2 separate regions of the Mus musculus genome follow, and region 1 is linked to region 2. Evidence: chromatin contacts called from public Hi-C data. All regions are on one chromosome and are shown on one strand. The core of a region is the stretch at or near the end of the contact, and the rest is flanking DNA. Distances in the headings are between cores, read along the strand shown. Region 1 has its middle 23 kb from the start of Gm39359. Region 2 overlaps Smad3 (SMAD family member 3).

Evidence for each region. Hi-C and Micro-C count contacts between places; a contact is called where the count stands out from the background.
Region 1: a Hi-C map of myocytes shows a contact between it and region 2, with 2.0 times the contacts expected there. The contact joins two enhancer-like sites. A contact is called at or near these places in 4 of 15 datasets of contacts at CTCF or cohesin (CD8 T cells, the NIH/3T3 cell line, embryonic stem cells and 1 more), 11 of 484 Hi-C or Micro-C datasets (CD8 T cells, the G1E-ER4 cell line, double positive thymocytes and 7 more), 4 of 115 datasets of contacts at active chromatin or transcription factors (the 230-238 cell line, the HPC-7 cell line, double positive thymocytes and 1 more) and 3 of 9 other capture datasets (adipose tissue, embryonic stem cells and liver).

Annotation. Positions count from the first base shown.
Region 1 is chr9:63,815,398-63,822,239 of GRCm38.p6, forward strand. No RefSeq gene overlaps it. Among named protein-coding and RNA genes, the nearest start is that of Gm39359, 23 kb to the left of the region's middle. Within about 2 kb of position 2,959, at least 7 of the 459 cell types and tissues checked have an H3K27ac peak or open chromatin away from gene starts, as enhancers often do. A contact at or near this core is called in embryonic fibroblasts and myocytes, where this site is marked.
Region 2 is chr9:63,699,901-63,706,481 of GRCm38.p6, forward strand. The region is part of intron 1 of Smad3 (SMAD family member 3); the gene reads right to left. Among named protein-coding and RNA genes, the nearest start is that of Gm51710, 28 kb to the right of the region's middle. Within about 2 kb of position 2,936, at least 78 of the 459 cell types and tissues checked have an H3K27ac peak or open chromatin away from gene starts, as enhancers often do. A contact at or near this core is called in embryonic fibroblasts and myocytes, where this site is marked.

The DNA of each region.
Region 1 (6,842 bases), core at 1,709-4,208, 120 kb after region 2:
TTAGAGGCTAAGCTCCTCATTGGCCAGCCAAGGTATCAGAGTCCCTCGCCACATGAGTCTTTCCAGAGGGCTGCTTGGCATTGTAGCTAGCTACCCTCAAAACATGTGATGCTTTAAAAAAAGCCTAAGGCGGAAGTCACAACATCGTTTATTATCTCGCCTTTGCATTGCTGAACCACTGCTTTCCACTGATTCTCTTAGACACAGAGGATGGTCCACACGTTGAACGACTGACTCTCTTAGACACAGAGGATGGTCCACACATTGAACGACTGACTCTCTTAGACACAGAGGATGGTCCACACATTGAACGACTGACTCTCTTAGACACAGAGGATGGTCCACACATTGAACGACTGACTCTCTTAGACACAGAGGATGTGTCCACACATTGAACGACTGATTCTCTTAGACACAGAGGATGGTCCATACATTGAACGACTGACTCTCTTAGACACAGAGGATGTGTCCACACATTGAACGACTAGCAAGGATTACAGTCTAATCCTGAGGATGGGCAGAAACACCTTGGAGTTTGACGAATACAATGGAATGCTTCCTCCTAAGACCTAGAACAAGAACAGGATGTAGACTGTCACTATTTCCATTCTACATGATACTAAACGTCTAGTCAGTGCAATATGGCAAGAAAAAGAAATTACATCCATGTAGATAAGAAAGGACAAAAACAAACTCTTAATCTGCAGATGACATGGGTAGAAAATTAAAAGGAAAACACACACACACATACACACACACAAAATATCTCAGTATTAGTCCATGAATTTAGGAAAATCACAGGATTATTAAATATATTAAATATCGTATTTATTTAAGTTCATTGAAATAAGGTCTCTATCTAGCTGAGGCTAGCCTAAGACTCACTGTATAGCTTATGTTGCCCCAGAACTTAAAATCTTCATGTGTCTTTCTCCCAAATGTGGGGATTAAAATTAAGGAGGTATACCACCATGCCCAGTTAATATCAATATTTTGATAGCCAATTGTAGCTTATATACTAGCAACAGTTGGAAATTCGAAATGTGAAAGCAAAATCCTCGTTTAATGAGGTGGCAGGTATCTGCAGCAGAACTGTCACAGCGTTCTCTGCTGACAGGAGCTGAGTGCCCACAGAGCCTCTGCTCACCTTCATGGTGGCTCTTCCCTTCAGTCTAACCCAGTGGCATTTCTACAGTTACAATTCTTTTTAAAACTCTGTGGGCCACCAAAATGCAAAGTATGGGTCTGGAGACATGGCTCAGTGATAAGGAGCCTGCTGGTCAGTTTCTATTACATGGTTGGTGGCTCACAACCACCTGTGCTCTGGTGCTTTCCAGAGCATGTGGCGCCACCTTCTGGCCTCTATGGGCACTGCACTCATGTGCACAAACCCACAGAAAGGTACACACAATTTTTTTTTAAAAATCAATTTATTCATTTTAAAAAATATGAAACATGGAGGAACAGAACCAACAAAATATGGACAGGATCTTTACACTGAAGACGTTGATAGCATTATGGAAGCAATGGAGGACCATCCAAGTGACATCACTCTCCCTGGGTCAGAAGTCTTGACATCAGGAAGGGCTAGTTAATCCTCCTAAGGCCAAGCTACACATTTTTCAAATTTTTGGAATTATTTATTTATCTATTTAGTGTATGTGAGTTCACTGTTGCTCCTTCAGACACGACAGAAGAGGGCATCAGACCCCATTACAGGTGTCTGTGAGCCACCATGTGGGAATTGAACTCAGGACCTCTGGAAGAGCTGTTAGTGCTCTTAACCACTGAGCCCTCTCTCCAGCCCTTAGTAGTCTTTTTATGTTAAAAAAAATTAATGGATTGCAGAAAAAGACATGGTATAGTCCAAACAATTTCGTGAAATGTGGAGGTTATTGAAACTGTGCTGTTTAGTTTCCAAATCCATAAAACTTCAGTAATCAAACCAGTGCAGAATTAGCATCAAATGGATTAAATACTGCAACACAGCAGAGTATTGAAACATACTCCATATGTACTCAACTTGTTAAAAAGTTATATTTTTTATTTGATATGTATGAGTGTTTAGCTCAAATCTCTGTGCACCACAGACATGCCCTTGGATGTCGTCATCATCATCATTATTATCATTATTACTTATTGGTGTTTTGCCTGTATATATATCTCTGCATCATATGCACTGTTACCTGTAGAGCCCAGAAGAGAGTATCATGTCCCCTGGAATCATAGTTACAGACAGTTGTATATCATGTGGGTGCTGGGAATTGAATCCAGGTCCTCTGGAAAAGCAGCCAGTGCTCTTAACCACTGAGCTATCTCTTCAGCCCTACATCCATGTTCTTAATGGCTATTTGTATGTTCTATCTGGAGAAATGTCTACAAATTCTTTGCCCATTTTCCAACCATATTTTCTTTTTTTTTTTTATTACTGCAAGATTTTCTCTTTTTTTGGTGTTTTTGATATACCCTTAATGTAAGTCCTTTTCCAGATATGTGACTTACAAATGTTTTCGCCCATTCCATGCCTTGCCTTTTTGCTTTCTGGAAGCTATTCTTTCCAGCCCCAAACATTTAAGTTTCGATGTGAAGACTGTGAACACTCTAACTGCTGCTCAGACTTCAGGAGATGCCACTACCATTTCCTTGCAAATACCATGTTAAGGAATGGAAAGGCAAGCTGCATGCAGACTTATGTGTAAATCCTTAACAGAATTTAACGTTGACTTGTATTCCAGATAGATAATCTCTTTTCACATCAATTCAATGAAGAGAAATAACTTGGGTTTAAAATGGGCAAGAGATTTGGGCAGCTTCTCCAGAGACTAAACACCAATACCAATCACATGAAGAACGAAAAATCCTTGGCATTATTAATCCTCAAAGAATGAAATGCAGTCCTGCAGCACAGCTCATACCCCTGAGACAGGCTGGCATTACAGAGCCTGACCACACATGTGTTGGCAAGCATGTGGAATGCAGACATTCTGCCGCGTGTGCACTGCTGGTGGGGATGGTGTCACATGGGACAGACACTTGGGAAAACAGTTTGCTGGCTATGAAAAAGTTAAACACATATTTGCCTTCTATTCTGGCCACTTTATGCTGAGGTATCACACAAGTGAAATAAATATAAAAGTCCACATAAAAACTCTGTGCATGAATGCTTATAAAATGCTATAAATATAAGCATATAACTCATTCATTCATTCATTCCATACAGAGCCTCACTCTGTAGTCAAGCTCACTATGTAGCCCAGGCTATCACTCTCAAGCTCACTATGTAGCCCAGGCTATCATACTCAAGTTCACTACATAGCCCAGGTCTTGAATTCTCGGTCCTCCAGTCTTGGCCTTGAAGGTACCTATCATTCAAGATGATTTTTTTTTTACAAGTATGTTTGCCTGTGTTTATGTCTGGGCACCATGCATGTGCAGGGTCCTGGGGGACCAGAAGAGGGCAGTGGATCCCTTGGAACTGGAGTAACAGAGAGTTGTGAGCCATCAGGTAGGTGCTGGGAACCAAACCCAGTTCCTCAAAAAGAACAACAAGTGTCCTTACTCACTGAGCAATCCTTCCAGCACCTCCAAGATCTACCTTTAAAATGGTTTGTGAGGAAGGTCATGCTAAGTTATAACTCATGTGGTGTCTGTGGCCCAGTGAGCAGTGGAGAAAACGTAACCAGCTGTGTCCTGATGGCTCCTTAGCTCCCCACAGCTGCTTTATGCAATCTATTGCTACATGAAATGCAGAAGTTATTTGTGCGAAAACAGCATAACTATGCTAAGAAATAAAAATGAATCTGAAAATTCAATCATGATCTCCTTTCTGGACAGATCAACTCATTTATTTTCCCTTGTTCCCATCTGGCACTTGTCTGCATGCATAAAACATTTTTACACAGCTATAAAAATCCAATTTTGCATTCAACTCTGTGAAAACAATTGTCATATCACAGGCTGGTTCCCACTCTCCTGCTTCATCTTCTCAATTATTTTTAATGACTGTGTCAGTCACTCTGCAGATCTGTCCTCTTTTAACATTGCCTCTGTTGCTGGACATAAATGGGTTTTTGTTGTTGTTACTCTTTTATTTTTACAGTTACTATGAGAAAACAACATTGCAGCGAGGCTGGCAAGATGGCCCACCGGTAAAGGTGGCTGAGACCAAGACTGAATTTGAGTCTTAGCACCTACATGATGGAAATGGAGAACTGACTCCCATGTTGTTCTCACACGCACATCAAGAAATATGTGTTTTAAATGGTGTGGCTAATATTTGCATGGATAATGCCTCAGTGCTGGTTGTTGTTCTTGTTGGTTGGTTTTTGGTTTTTGGTTTTTTTGAGACAGGATTTCTCTGTGTAGCCCTGGCTGTCCTGGAATTCACTCTGAAGACCAGGCTGGCCTCGAACTCAAGGAGCTCTGCCTGCCTCTGCCTCTGAGTACAGGGATTAAAGGCGTGCGCCAGCATTTGCCTCAGCTTTGATTCCTTTACTGTTACATTAGAGTGATGACTTGAGTACAGTCTCTGGAACCCACAGTGGAAGGAATGAACCAACTCCTAAGAGCTCTCCTCTGGTTGACACATACCACACAGTGGCATGAACTCATGTATACATATACACACACATACATACACACATGCATATACGCACATATAAATATATATCACACCCATATCTGTATATATTATATACACATGCACACAGTAGTAAATGTAAATCAAACTTTTTTTTATAGAAGTCTCTGATGGAGAGATGGGCACACTCCTGAAATCTGAGCACTTGGGTGGTAGGAATAGGCTGATCAGAGTCCAAGACCATTTTTGGCTATGTGGTGAGCTACTGGCCAGCCTGGGCTACATGAGACCTTGTCTCTAACAAAACATAAAACCCCTCAATGTATGCTGGCAAGGGAAAGGTTTTCTAAGAAGTGATGGTAAAGGGGTCCTTTGGATGACAAGGAGCTTCTAGGTGGAGGGGAAGAAATGGAATTCTAAGCAGAAGGTGCAGCCTTGTAAAGCAATCAAGGTTAAGGAACTGGAACAAGGTGGAGCCAGCTGGAGCACAAAGAGCAGAGGGACCATGGAACAGACGGTCCAACTCTGAGGCGCTGGAAGAGTTCGGCTTTCTCCTGAGGGTCTCAGAATCCCACTCCAGTGCAGAATCTCCCCAGTGAGGGGAAGGAGAGAGAGCAGGTCTGAGGGCGCTGATGGAGAGCTGCACACTGGTCCAGATGAAAGATGGCCAAGACAAGATGACAAGAGACAGGGAGAACTTGGAAAGTGTCGAAGAGGTAACACTTGGATGAAACAATGGTGGGTGTAAGAAGTGGGCAGTGGGTGAGCACAGGAAGGGCCAGCTTTGAATCTTGACTTAAGAGAATGGAGTGAGGGACTGGAGAGATGGCTCAGCAGGTAAGAGCACTGGCTGTTCTTCCTGAGGACAGTGTTCAATTCTTAGCATTCACATGCCATTTCACAACTGTTTGTGATCCAGTTTCAAGTGGTTTAACACCCTCACACAGACATGTGCATTTGCCAATGCACATAAAAAATCATTTTTTAAAAAGAGAGACTGGATTTCATGTCTTTAGTCATAGCACTTAGGAAGCAGAGGCAGGCAGAGCTCTGTGAGTTTGAAGGCAGTTTGAGTATAGTGAGTCCTAGGCCAGCCAGAGCTACAAAATGAGACCCGGTTACCAAAAAATATATAAAATAAAATAAGAGAAGGAGGGGCTGAGTGAGGGGCGAGAGAGAGAGAGAGAGACAGAGACAGACAGAGAGAGACAGAGAGAGACAGAGACAGAGAGAGACAGAGACAGACATACACAGAGAGAGCGAGAGCGAGCGAGCAAGAGAGAATATGAATATGGAGACTGGACAGCTGGTGCAGTGATTAAGAGCACTTGCTGTTCTTGCAGAGGATCTAGGTTCAGATCACAGCCCCCCGAATGGCTCAGAACCATCTGCAACTCCAGTTCCAGGGGATCAGGACCCTTTTCTGGCTCCACTTACACCAAAGCAGCAAAAGGCATACACATGAAATAAAAGTAACTCTAAGAAGGAGAAAAAAAAAAGAAACAGACAGACAGAGAAAATGGAGGCTGGAGAAATAACTTAATCTTCTAGAAGGCCCTGGTACTCACTTCAGACAGCTCAGTACCACCTAGAACCCCAGTTCCAGAAGATACAATACTTCTGGCTTCCACAAGCACCAGCCCCCACCTGTTACGCACAAATAATAAAAACAGATCTTTAAAAAAAAAAAAGAAAGAGAACGGATGGTGGTGCCATGAAAATGGTAACGATGAACAGAAGGTTTCGATTGTCTCTGAGAAAGAAGAGCTAACAGGCAACTGGACTCCAGGTCCAGAAGTCAGGGCAAGTGTGCTTAAGGCTCAGGAGCACACAAATGGTGACAGAAGTCACCAGTGGGCAAGTCACCCAAGAGGGAGGCAGAGAGAACTGGATCAGGCGAGGTGAAGGAAGACAGTTAGCCAAGGACTCTGAAAGGGATGAGGGAAGAGACAGAGCAGGAGTGGATGTGACAGGAAGAGATGCTGGGTATTAGTGTACACTGCTGTAAAAGGTCCTGGCAATACACAAGGAATCAGACAGGCCAAGAGATAGATGAACTCGAAGAAAGCCCATGGGAACCATGTGTCTCCATAGCCCCTTCCAGGATGGGGATGACAGCAGAGAGTTGGTGGAAGATTGGGCCTGGGTTTAGATTCATGTCCCCCGTACCCCAGGAAGGAGGACTTGTGAGTGCTGAATGCTAACGGGAAAGCTTGGGTCAAAGTGAGGAGGAGGGAATATGGCTCAGTTAGCAGAGGGCTCG
Region 2 (6,581 bases), core at 1,686-4,185:
TGAGCCATCTCTCCAGCCTAAAGGCAAAATACTTAAAATAACTCTATAACTCACACTATATTTGTCTATCAGACATCCCGGACTTAGAATTCTCAAAAACCATTTCAACAATAACAACAACAACAACAACAAAAACCTTGCATATAATTCTTTTCACAGATCAAGAGCAACCTCTTCTTGTTCCATCTAGCCCAAGTGCCTGTCAAGATACTCAGAAGAATCTAAGAAAATCCAAACATTGTGGAAATGGCAAGTCGTCACCATACACCTGGGAGAAAGTCAATGGACTTTGTCCATACTAGCTTCCTCGACCCTCACAAACCCCACCAGGGAGTCCTATCCCTTCACTAATACAGACTAGAAAAGCGGGGGAGGGGGAGCTGGAGAGAGCACAGCAGTTAAAGGCACTTGTTCTCACAGAGGAGCCAGGTTTGGTTCCCAGCTCACAGTCACCCGTAACTCCCGAGTCTGAGATCTAAAACCCATTTCTGCCCTTGGCAGGCATCTGGCACACACATTCAGGTAAAGTACTCATACGCATAAAACCTCTTAAGGAAAAAAAGAAAAGAGAGGAGAAGAGAAGAGGAGAGGAGAGGAGAGGAGAGGAGAGGAGAGGAGAGGAGAGGAGAGGAGAGGAGAGGAGAGGAGAGGAGAGGAGAGGAGAGGAAAAAGAAAAGAAAAGAAAAGAAAAGAAAAGAAAAGAAAAGAAAAGAAAAGAAAAGAAAAGAAAAGAAAAGAGGGGCTAGAGAGATGGCTCGGTTAGGGAAGTGTCTGTCACACAAGCATGAAGGCCTGTGTTAGGATCCCCATCACCCACATGAGGGCCAGGGGCAGCACTGGACCACAGAGGTGGGTCCCTGGAGCTCGCCTGCTTGCTGGCCCAGCTGGATTAATGTAACATGCTCTAGGTACAGTGAGAAACCCTGTCTGAAACAATATGGTGGGACACACACACACACACACACACACACACACACAGAGTCAAGGCTCAGAAAGGTTAATGACTTGGCCAGTGCTGTAGAATGGGTCAGGAGCAGAAGACTGGGATCCAAACCCAGTTCTGATTCTCATGCGCATGCCCTTCTTCACAGTGCATGTAATGAAGCAGGCAGCCCATACAGCATTCTCTACATTACACATAGCCTACCTAGTAAGACTTCCAATACCCACCCCACCCGCACAAAAGGTTTCCCAGCAGGTCAAGAATAAAGACCATAAAAAAAGAGTCCATGTAGAACCATATCCACAAATAGCTGGGCCTCGACTAGCTCAGACTTAGTCATATTTCCTAAGTGATGGGAAAGGCACATTTTATTTTATTGCCTTTGAACTTCTCTGCCAGGGTACTGGGCAGAACCCAAAGGCAGAAAACCTGTGAGGCATAGGGTAGGTAGATATACAACCAGCCAATGAGCCACCAGTCCAGTCAACCCCATTGTCCAGGCAGGGACAATGATACAACTTCTGAGACTTGAGACCAAGGACATACACAGGACAATAAGAACCCTGCAAAAACTGTACTGTCACATGGCCGGCTGAGACTGAGTGGCCTACTGCCCTCTGCAGGCCTTAGTGCCCAGAAGAGCAGAGACAGGTGGCCAGTCACCTGTTCAAGGAGAGGACCTGCCTGAGGAGGACCCAGGACTGAGGACTAAAGACAAGCTCTTTTCTTTTTAAAGGTGGTGTCCGGCAGGCGGAGAGGGAGGAGGAGGAAAAACAAGACGCCAGTAGACGTTTCCCATTCAACCTCAGACAGGGTAAATATTTGCTCGTCCACTGTGAGCTTGGCTCTGAGAGAATCCTCAGCTTGGCCGCCTGGGTTCACACTGGCATCTGGTCTTGATTTGAGGCCCAAGGCAGCCAGTGCTTAGCCCATGGCACCGAGACCAGTCTCCTGCTTTGTCTGAGAGCTAAATGGATCCCACTGGACAACAGTGAGAGAACACCCACCAGAGAGGCCCTGTTGCTCACACACAAGCACCAGGCCATGCTGGCAATGAGGCGGCCCATGTGGGCTGTGCTCATCTCTTCCCCAGGGAGCTGCATGGGAGGCGCATGGCCTCCAACTCCACCACGAAGAGCCTAGGACAGAGCAGACACACACACACACACACACACACACACACACACACACACACACACACACGCCAGTGCCACACCACCACTGGAGCCAGCCACACTATCCACAAGCTGAGGGAGATCTATTTCCTGAGGGCCTACTGTGTGCCAGAAATTGCTTAAAGTTTTGAGTGACAGCCATGGATAAGACTGGAAAAAAGTCATCTTTAGGGAGTGGCCATTTAACACAGAATGACAAATTATAGTATTTTCATGGCTGACACAGGTTGACCGTCTGGAGCCCAGAAGTCTGGGGTCCGGACACAGTGTCTTGGATACACCCCACCACTCGAGAGGAAATGAGGGGCAGGAATCACAATTCATGCTCCAATCTCCTGACGTGTAAAGAAGGCTTCAAGAACATCTGGCTTGACACCCCTTGACAAGATGGAACTAAGCTCCCAAAAGGCCTCGAAGGTTACCTGTACTCACTCTAAGGAAGTGACATAAACTCTGACACCAGAGCACCAGCACGCACAGAGCTAAAATGAGGAAAGACGAAACCCAAACAGCAGCCCAGGGACTCGCAGCTGTCCATCAAAGACTGTTTCCCAGGGACGAACGCCCCCACACGCTGGCCCTGCCAAGACAGATAACTCTTAGTCAAGCAAGTTGCTTAACTGGGCCTGTGTGTGGGTTCCCAGGCCGTGGTCCCACCCTGTGGGAACCCAGCATGTGGGGCTCCCACTTAAGTGAGCGGCTGGAATCAATCGCCCCTCGGCCGCAGCTCTTGCCCACAAGTTGCTCTTCTGGTCAACGCGCTTGAGCTGAGCGGTGACCTAAGCCAGCCCAAATCGGCTCGGCAGCAGCCTCTGTCATCCTGCTTCAGTGAGCACAAGGCTCACATTTCAGACCATTTGCTCCCTTGGGCATGGCTCAGAGGACTCAGCTGTCTTTAAAAAAATGCTTTTCATATTTCAAATCAAAAATAAATACCACGCACTCTGGAAGCAAGCCATCACAGATGTCTGCTGAACTATAAAAGTGAAAGGGGCCGAGAAGGCTGAGAAAGTGGTGGGTCATGTTCCCCTGCGCTGACTGCCTCCGTCTACAACGGGATGGAAGAGCAGGACTGAAGCTCAGGTCACAGGCTCGTGTCTGGTGTGACCAATGACAATAAAGGGGGGGGGGCACATATTCGTACTAGTTGAGGAAAGCATGTGCCCTTTGGGCTTATCCAGAAATGCCACCTCACAGAAGGTTCCTGCAAACACAGTGGGAAAAAGAGTAGGTGGCTGGCACAGGAGCTCGTGGGCTCAGGTGCATCTAACAGAAGGGGGGGAGGTCTAGCATCAGGGGCTGGGTCAGCAAGTTGCACAGAGGTGTGCCCAGTTATCCATCCACAGACGTTCACCAAGTTTACTTCTGGTGACTCCTGACTTCCTTTATTCTGCCCTTCTGCCCTCTTGGCTTCCCTAGTAGGTGCCCACAAGAGCATGGTGACATGCATTCTGGGAAATGCTTGGCTAGGTGACTTACACTCAGTTACTGCCACACTGCATTCTCTTCTATGTCAGGGCGGGGGTTTGGGGGTGCTGTGCACATATATGGTATAGCCTCTGACTCCTGAGGCTACAATGAGCAAATCAACCAGAGATTACATCATACACAGGAGAAAATGACAAAGCCAAGAGATGCATAAACACAGGGTATCGGACTCCGTCAGCACAGTGTGGCATCGTCTGTGGGCACCGTTTGGCTCTCCAGTGCACCTCAGTGAAAAAGCTTGTGGTCTGATTTGTAATCATGGCTTGATTGGTGTTTCAGATACTTGCTGGTCTGTGGAAGCCAGCATCCCTGTTCCCAAACCTCACAAATGAGGCTCCAAATCATTAGGAAGTATGTTCTAAAATAATAAAAATATAATAAATATGTAAACCGGTAGAACACTATTATTCTCTGGGTAGGATTGTATGTGCTCTGTTTTTATTCTACAGGCATGAGACTCAGGTGTTTCCACATCTATATCACCTGACATGTGTGTGTGTGCTCGAGAGTGTGCTATGACAGCCATAACATAACCAATGATGGGACTTCTTTTCAGCTCCATTATAATCTTTGAGGACAGCTGTTATGCATACAGCTTCTCCTTAGCCAAACATCATGATGTAGCACACGAGGGTAAATTCACAGTACCTGTGCTTTGCAGTGGTCGACTCCTGGTTTGACTTGTCCCTCAGCTTCTTGCTAGTCAGTGGGAGCCAGCCATCTCAATTTCCAGACTTCCAAGATGAAGTTTCTGGCTCTTTAAGGCCAGGCTTGGGTTCCCACCTTTGTCAAAGTCAGGGTCATCTGGCTACCAGCCTTCCCGGCTGCCCTTGGACGTCTGCCCAGCTCTTCAGATGCCTTCACTTGGGCATACAGTAGTGAGGGGTTCAAGGCCACATGAAAGCTGAAATCATATGCAGAACTTCACACTTTCTATTTCAGCAGACACAGGCAAGGCTCTCAATCTATGGGACCTGCTTGCTGACCGGCATAGCCTATCCAGGGGGTGTGACTGGGTATAAAGGTATCTTACACTCCCAAGGACAGAGAAGTCCCTTTCTTTTCTGGAAATATTCCCAAAATGTACCATCTAATCTCTTCTCAAAGATTTCATTTTCTCTGAAGGTACTAGATTCTTAGATTCTCTCTCCCTTTCCTCTCTCTCTCCTCTCTCTGTCCCCGTCTCTCCTCTCTCCCCTCTCTTCCTCTCGCCCCCTAGTCATTGTGTGTGTGCATACACACACATGTATATACCACACATGTGGTTCCTACTGGTGCATGTGTGTATACATGAGTACATGTATACATGAGTACGTGTATGCACATGTACACATGAGTATGGTGGGAGGCCAGAGGTCAACTCCAAGTGTTGTTACTCAGAAGCGACCCACCTTCTTTTTTAAACAGTTTCTGGGGCTGGAGAGATGGCTCCACAGTTATGAGCAATGGTGTTTTTCCAGAGAACCCAGGTTCAATTCTCAGTAGCTACTTATGACACTCCACAGTCTATATCTATTCCAGGATGTTCCCTTTAGGTATTGTGGGCAACAGACGTGTGTGTGTGTGTGTGTGTGTGTGTGTGTGTTTTAGAAAGGCTATTAGCTGTTGGAGGCCTTCCCTCAGTGGCAGCTGGGTGGCTGACAGCTTTTTGTGTCATTTCATTCACTAATGTTCTCAGCATAGATAAGAGCCTTTGGCCGGCCTCATTGTGGAGACTGAACTCAAGCCCTTATCCTGGGCCTTCACCAATGAAGCAATCTCCCAGCCTAGGGAAATAGATTGTCTGCCCATCTGTTTGTCTGTTTCAGAGACGATCAATCCTCTGTTCCTTGGGCTCAGGATAAAGTGAATGTTTTCCCTGCAGAGATCAACAAGTCTTGAGGCACCTGGCACCCTGGCACTCACTGATCCTGGCTTCATTCATTCATAGGACACGGCCTTTAAACAAAAAAGGTGAGAGCCTAACCAGCACTTCAGCTGTACCTGCAGTACACCTAAAAGCTGGGACAGGGGAGCACACATTCCTCTTTCCCAGGCTTGCTGGACACCAGAGGACATTCCTATCATACCTGTTCTCACGAGTGGTGGGACCTGCTAAGAGTCTGTCCACTCTAGCAGTCCAAGAGTCACCGCAGAAACATACTTAGCCCCATTCTTTAGGGACCTTCAATGTAAGTCCAACCTAATCACCCCAACTTTGGGATTCAGGGGCTAAGCACCTGCTGTGCACCAGATGTGGTGCCAGGACAGGACTGCTGGAATGGGGGAGGGGTGACGGCAGCACTGTCACACAGTTGCCCTGTGATGGGCCTTACAATATGCCAGGAGTGGGGGCTGATCTCTGAAACACATGATTTGGTCCTCAAAACCAATTCATGGGATTTGTCACCTGATTCAGGAATGAAAAAAAAAAAAAAAGATTTGTAGAATGCCAATGTCACAGCTGGCAGTCTTATGGCTTCCTCTTCACAGGGCAGGGTCTGGACAGAGAGCTACCCAACCCCCAAAGCCCTGTTCCCTCCCCAAAACTATCCTGACAGATCCTGGCTTAAAATCGAAGCTAGGAGCTACTCTCTCCATCCACTTACTTCTCTGGGGCTTAGTATTTTTCATCCCAGAACAGCAGATATTTAAGGAGACTTCCTCTGGTTTAGTCATAGATGTTTTAGGGAGACCTAAGGAAATCAGACGTCTTTCTGGTGACCTTAGAAGCTGAATGGACAAGGGCCTGCTGTCCTGCCTCCTTCGTGAATGCTCTCATCAGCATAAGAGAGCCTGAGTATAGCTGCCCCTGACTGAGCAGAGCTGCCCCTGTTCCAGCTCTCCCTCCCCACATACTCTCCCTCCTGCCCCTCTACAGCCCTTCACAGTTTCCAGGAGCTGCCCATCCAGGGCAAGGCAGGGACAAAAGAGAGCAGGGGACTAAAGTGTCCTCAGAGATGATAGGCAGGCTGGTGACTGGGGCCGGAAGTGCC